2 separate regions of the Zea mays genome follow, and region 2 is linked to region 1. The links are chromatin contacts, called in public Hi-C maps. All regions are on one chromosome and are shown on one strand. Each heading gives the region's core, a stretch centred on a gene start, on an enhancer-like site or on the middle of the called end of the contact. The rest is flanking DNA. Distances are from core to core; before and after follow the strand shown. Region 1 overlaps LOC103646054 (protein CTR9 homolog). Region 2 holds the start of LOC100281239 (dehydration-responsive element-binding protein 1D).

Evidence for each region. Hi-C and Micro-C count contacts between places; a contact is called where the count stands out from the background.
Region 2: a Hi-C map of endosperm shows a contact between it and region 1, with 2.1 times the contacts expected there. The contact joins the promoter of LOC100281239 here to the enhancer-like site in region 1. A contact is called at or near these places in 6 of 25 Hi-C or Micro-C datasets (ear, endosperm, leaf and 1 more).

The regions. Positions count from the first base shown.
Region 1 is chr2:17,100,038-17,103,342 of Zm-B73-REFERENCE-NAM-5.0, reverse strand. It overlaps LOC103646054 (protein CTR9 homolog), which reads right to left. Exons shown (of 24, transcript XM_008670782.3): 23 at 2,601-2,888; 24 at 1,918-2,369. The coding sequence ends at 2,250. Among protein-coding and RNA genes, the nearest start is that of LOC103646054, 23 kb to the right of the region's middle. Within about 2 kb of position 1,507, at least 4 of the 20 cell types and tissues checked have an H3K27ac peak or open chromatin away from gene starts, as enhancers often do. A contact at or near this core is called in endosperm, where this site is marked.
Region 2 is chr2:17,165,812-17,169,428 of Zm-B73-REFERENCE-NAM-5.0, reverse strand. LOC100281239 (dehydration-responsive element-binding protein 1D) reads left to right here and starts at 1,880. Exons shown (of 1, transcript NM_001154158.2): 1 at 1,880-3,080. The coding sequence starts at 1,961. The coding sequence ends at 2,629.

The sequences.
Region 1 (3,305 bases), core at 258-2,757:
AACCATATGCAGATAATAAATAAACTATTAACACACTCAAATTATGTTTAGTCTTAATCATAAAAAAACTAACAACCAAAACAACAGAGGAACAACACAATAATTTTTGCAATGACAGAAGGATGGGTGATAGGTACATAGAAGCGGTAGAAACATATCGAGTCGACACTGTGGTAAGGAAAAGGCCATATAGACAGACGATGCCGAGCCATCGAACGGGTACCATAGGCTGCAAATCAGTGACACCATCCCTCGCCTCCCCACTTCCAAGGTTTCGTAGAGTAGGAAGTGAAGGAAAGAGACGGGCATACCTGTTCGTTGCCGAAGAAGGACACGACGAAGACATGGGCATCTGGAGGCGACATAGGTAGTATACCGCTAGATACATATAGGGAGAGAGCATGCAAGTGGAGAAAGAAGCCCAGCTAGAGCAGCTCCAAACCGAGAGGCACCCGCACCAGGCGTCAGTCCGAGAAGGCCGAGAGAATGTGGGTGCCTTCTCAGCCCTGGACCCACCGAGGCGACACAACACCACCACCAACTCCATAGCACCGAGTACTGCCCGCGCCAACGGTCGCAGCCGCGAGCCGGCCGATGCTCTTCGACGTGGGTACGAGGCAAGTCGGTCTTGCTCATGGCCTTAGGCCGGGAAGACGAACGGGACGTCTGACGACAACGAAAACTATGGCACATGCATACAGTGAAATGTCCACGTGGACGTGCAATAGCCACTGCGTGGGTCGGTGTCGGGGCTGGTGTTGGACGAATACGGGGAGGAGGCGCCTGCTCCCACGCCATCTGCCGAGAATGGGGTGGCGCGGAGGCGGAGGCATGAGGGAAGAGATAAAAGAAACAGAATAGCGAACGAGGTGGCGACAACTGAGGCGAGGACCATTATTATCGTGCGGAGCTATAGATGGCCAAATGGACCATGTCTGACGCACCGGCCCGAGGCACGACCCATTTAATAGTGTCTAGGCCTGTAGTGCTGGTCCGGCCTAACACAATTATGTTTTTTTATTTTACAAAAAATTATATATACATATGTACAATTTATATTCAATATTAAAAACACATGAGCATGATGTTCGACTAGTTAGATAGCTTCACCTAGTGTCTCCCGCCCTTCTTCCATCAGGGCGTGGGTTCGAACCCCACCTCTTGCACCTTTTTTTATATAACATTTTACGCCGATTTGCCGGCGTTTAGCCATCTATATGCGGAGGTGTGTGTTGATGAGATGAGCGTGCAACGGATTAATTTAAAATAGATGTGAGAGATTATTTGTAAAAAGATGACGCGGGACGACCGTTGAAACTGGTGCTTTAATATAGTATACATATAGATATGGCCTTTTCTTACATCTATATGGACCATTTCGTGGATGTGATTGCCTTTTTGTGCATCTATATGGGTCATTTCGTGGCTGACTTAAATAGGTCGTGCTCATGCCCGTGCATGGGCCGTAACCTCGACCCAAACCTAGCCTGATATATTGGCCCGTGCCGGCCCAACACTAAAATATTTTGGACCGTGTCGTCCCATACATGACCCATACTTTTTTTCCGTGCTTCGAACAAGCCCATCAGGTCAGGCCAAATATACACCTATAATTCAAACTTCACTCTATGAACAGTGCAAAACGATGTAAAACAGTGTTTTGGAGGATCATGTGGTTGAACTCATAAAAACAGTCTTAAAAGATAGATATAATGGAAACAGTCTTAAGGTAGATATAATGGATTACGATAGATACAAGTACATTCAAACAAGTCCTAAGCTCGTTCTTTTTGCTTAGTTTTATGTCCTCTTGCTGAGATAACTAGCCCGTTCAACATTTCTCTTAAGTTTGTTGTTTTGGCTTAGTTTTATGTCCTCTTGCTGAGATGACTAGCATGTTCAACATTTCTCTACATATATCGGCCAATGTGATATCATTAATTCATGATACGTCCATTGGGAAATCTAACTGCTGAAACTTGACGTGCAAAACTTTGCATCCCAACTAAAACACCTACAAGTCACCATCTAATAGGACTGGATTCCATGTTATATTGCAGAAACCAGCAGATTAAACAACTCCATAATCTAATGCGATAAACAAGATTGGCAACAAGGTATATACATAGTCCTTGACTATCAGCTATGTATAGTGAAGTTCTGAATCTCCCCAATTCAACACCATGCTAACCTAAAGCAAAGACCCATGCATGTTAATCTTCACTGCAAGAACATCATCTCGGTTTCTTTCATTCACTCAAACCATCAGCGCCCGGGCTAGGTTGTGCTGCTGGCTTCTTCACTGGCTCATCGTCTTCAGATTCTGACCAAGCTCGTCTCTTCCGTTCTATTGCAGATTGAGGATGACCCTGCAGCAGAAAGGAGTGTTTAAGGCAATTTGGCACTTGAATCGTCGAAAAGAGAAGTTGGCTGGTTGTTATAAGCATAAGAGGCAAGAGCTAAATCTGACAGGAATTTTGACTGCAAACCACTAGAAGTTGAAATTCAATTTTCCGAAGGTAAAAAAATGAACATATATGGTAAAATGTACATAGAAAATGTTGAATATAATTGTTTATGAAAAACAACACAGTCCTAACCATGTCATCTTCGGCATCAGAATCGTCAAGGCCAGCAGCCGCAAGAAGGTGATCTGGGGCTCTCTCTGAATTGTCAGCGCCATTATACCTCGCCAGGTCTGCATAGTCATCATCTGCTTCTGGTTCATCTTTGTACTCATCTTCCTCTTCCCCATACTGCATCTTTGTTTTTTGATCCTTCCTCCTAATTCCCTTCCTCCTCCGCTTTTTATTTCCCACCTCTTCATCTTCAGTCTTAGATCTATCTTTTCTCTTGCCAGGGGTGTTGCTGGATGTTTTCCATTGTTCCTGACAAAAAAACAGTACAAATCAGAACATACCATGTGCAATAATGCACATAGTCAACATATTTGCAGCACTACAAAAGAAAGGAAGGAAGCCTGAGCACATGACCTGCATGAAAAAGAATGATGCCAAGTTGGCAAGTAACAGTTCTTTTAGATATTTTAGTTGGTGGCTCATGTTATATTTTATACAAATTCCCCATTTTTTTTGGTAGCTCATTGCCATCATAAAACAATCTCTCTTCAGTATGTGGCATTAGAACTGCAGGTGGCAGATTTTTTTTTCGCTAAAGCATAATCTCCAGAACAGCATCAGCTTCACCAGCAAAAAAACTCAATGTTTCAGATCCTCCACTTCCACCATGAGGTCAAAGGGGGAAGGGGGTACTGTAAAAAGCCATGATAGTTGCATCACCACAAA
Region 2 (3,617 bases), core at 631-3,130, 66 kb before region 1:
CAAGAAGAGAAAACAGGCAACCAAACAGTTGTTTTGGGATCATGGCGATGTGGAGGAAGACAACCAAACACTACAGGGCTGCATTGCCAGAGCCTGGCCAAAGCTTAGCCTAGATGCCAGATGCAATGCATGCTATGTAAAGAAGGGAACATTAGTAATATTTACATTTTTAGATAAATTTATTAGAAAAAAATTGATCTAAATATATGTCTGGTAATCTTAATTCTATATTGTAAATACTAATATTACACATACGTATGATTAAACTAAAACTAGCTTAAGAACGTGAATTGTTTAAAAATAGAGAGTACAGAAGAAGTTGGTGGCAGTAGTACCAACCTCCAAAGTGCAAACAGAACAGGCAACAGCTAGTGGTGGGCAGGCCCCCTGAAGAGGCAACACGTGTCTATGGCTCCCCGCGCGCAGCTGATCGGCAGACGAGCTGAGGGCACTAGCGACGAGACGACAAAAGCCACTCCCATCTTTTTAACGCTGCCCGGGCGCGGGCGGGGTCGCGCACCCGCATGGGAGTCCGCACACATCCGCAGCCGAGATGAGGTGTGGTCCGCATCTGGCCTGGCCCGTACCGTACTCGACGCTGCACTGCGCCACTGACCGCGCACGCGCTGCCTGCTAAAAATGCTTGCCCGACGACAACGAGACGAGCAGGCGGACACGGCCAAAGCGCGGCTTGGCCGTTGGCGAGGGGCCTACGCCCTACGCGCCTGGCGGATCAACAGGCCGCAGCGGTACGGGTGAGCCCTCTGGCGGCGAGCGAAGGGCGGTGTGGGCCGCGCGCGGTCGAAACGAACCGAAATCATGGCGTCACGGACGTGTGGGGTTCGTCCGTGCCCCTCGCCGTGCATTTGTCCCTGATGCACACAGGGAATCTGGCCGTCTGGGGCCACTGGGCTATGGTCCTCTAACCTGGGTTGGGTTGGATTATTTTTCCGACAACATCAACGAGGCCCGGCGCAAGTTCCCTATCATCGGAGATGCATAATTGAACCGACTCAGACAGATCAAATGCCAGATGGTACTGTAGATCGGCCGCCGGGCGTTTGAATTAGTTGTGTAGATAGATTTGCTCCTGTAAAGCTTGGACGCAATATCTCTGTCCAAGATAACTGTAACAGCTGAGGACGAATCTAATCTACGGGTAGCAAGGATAACTGTAGAGGCGACAATCTCTCGCACTTTCTACGGGCCCCAGTGGACGGCGGACCCATCCGGATTCCCGAGCGAGCACTGAGATGCAGATGCATCTCGCCTCGTGGACCTATTCAAAAACCGGCGCTGTCGTCATCAGCTGAAAACCGCAAGCCCGAGAAGACCCCCCACACGCCCAGAGGAGCATGTACCCATAATACGGCTCCGACACAGATCACGCGCTCTGCGAGTCCAACTCACTCGGGTCCACGTCAGCCCGTCTCCGCTTTAAAGGCCAGCTCAATCTCCATCCTTCGCGCCCGCACCGCAGCCCGGCGGCGCTGGAGTATCAGCAAAGACAACAAAGCCCAGCCCACCACCGTGCGTGCTCTGCTGGGTGACCGAGTCCGCCCGCCGTAGCCCCCCCATGCCTGCGCGTTGCGCGCGTCCCTGTCCGCTTCCGCTCGGCCTCCAGCTGGTCCGACAGACAGGCCCAGCGCCCCACCCAACCAGAACCAGAACCCGCGCGAGCCCAACCCGCCACCATCCCGCCTCGCGCATCGGACGACATCGCCCTTTCGCCTGGCTGGCGCCCCTTGTGTCACGCCGCGTTGCTGCAGTGCACGCGCCCGCGTCCGTACGTCCCTGTCCCCGACTAACCCGTCCAGCTATCCGATCCTTCCGAGCCATATAAATATAAACCGTCGCCCGCCGCTTCCCTCCCAAATTCGAACCTGCTGCAGGCCACACCCACCCACGCACACACACACAATCCAAAACGCTCCTCCTTCTCCAGTCGACTGATCGATCGATGGACTGGGCGTACTACGGCAGTGGCTACTCGACGCCGGCGAGCGGCGGCGGCGGCGGGGACGAGGACGCCTACATGACGGTGTCGTCGGCGCCGCCGAAGCGGCGCGCGGGGCGGACCAAGTTCAAGGAGACGAGGCACCCGGTGTACAAGGGCGTGCGCAGCAGGAACCCCGGGCGGTGGGTCTGCGAGGTGCGGGAGCCGCACGGCCGGCAGCGGATCTGGCTCGGCACCTTCGAGACCGCCGAGATGGCGGCGCGCGCGCACGACGTGGCCGCGCTGGCGCTGCGCGGCCGCGCCGCCTGCCTCAACTTCGCCGACTCGCCGCGCAGGCTGCGCGTGCCCGCGCAGGGCGCCGGCCACGACGAGATACGCCGCGCCGCGGTGGAGGCGGCCGAGCTGTTCCGCCCGCAGCCCGGGGAGCGCAATGTGGGAGGTTCCGAGGCGGCGGCCGAGGCGGCGGCGGCGGCGCCCTGCGCGATGGGGAGCGGCGACCTCGGCGGCGGCGAATTCCCTTACTACCCGGTGGACGACGGGCTGGAGTTCGAGATGCGTGGGTACCTTGACATGGCGCAGGGGATGCTCATCGACCCGCCGCAGCCGGCCGCTGGGCAGTCGGCGTGGATCGAGGACGAGTACGAATGCGAGGTCAGTCTTTGGAGCTACTGATCGAGCGCGTCTGGTACCAACAAGGACCCTGTGTACATACAGCTTATGGTGTGCTGATGATGTCTGTACTGTTTCCCTGCTCTTCTGACGAATCGCAATCGCAATGCAGTCAGAAGGAGCAGAGGAGTGTGCTTAGGTTTTGAGCGGCTGTCTCTGCACATTTGGCGCTAACACGGCCAAGGTAGCCTTGGCGCCAGATATGGCACTTGGTGCGGACGCCCTCTTATAAGTTACGTAAGATAAGAACCACATGGTGTAATAAACAGCAGAGCCTGCTGAGCGTTTGAACCTGCAGCGATGTCAATCAAGTTGCCGTGTGATGTTTAGTGGAATTTACCTGAACTGAAAACATATGTGCTCTATGGATGAATGTCCACTGCAGGAGCAAAATATATGGATTGGAAAAAAGGGAGGCAAAGACTTGTTTGTCCCTACCCTGTATGTTCCAACATTTTGAAAGTTCGTGCTGCTCAGGCTATTGTTTAGTAGTACTGACAGCAAAGGGTTTTGCTGCCGCATCTGTAGCCCCGGATGGTTGATCCTCAAGTTTGCTAGCAGGCCAGTCATGCTTCTACTGTCGGATTTATGCAAGGTCGTTTCTTCAGACGATCTTGTATGCGACGCTGTTTTAGCATTCCAATAACCTTTCCTATTGGCCTATACTTCAGTTTCAGAATTCAGAAAGAATGAGGCTAAGAAGCACTTCGGTTTTTCAGTCTCCACGTGACTGTGCCAAACTGGCAATTATCCACATGATAGATAGATAAATACATACAGAGCTAGTTTGAAAGTAAAGTGGGATAAATTCAGGGACGGAAAATCTTTCATAAATAACTAAATACCTTATTTAAATAACATTCTTCGGGATTTTTCTGAATATTCATTCATTCAGGGCTAGTTTGGAAGCCACAAAACCAGAGAGAATTGGAGGGGCTAAGGAGATTCTAGTCCCTCCAATCCCGTTCGGTTTTCTAACTTCCAAACTAGC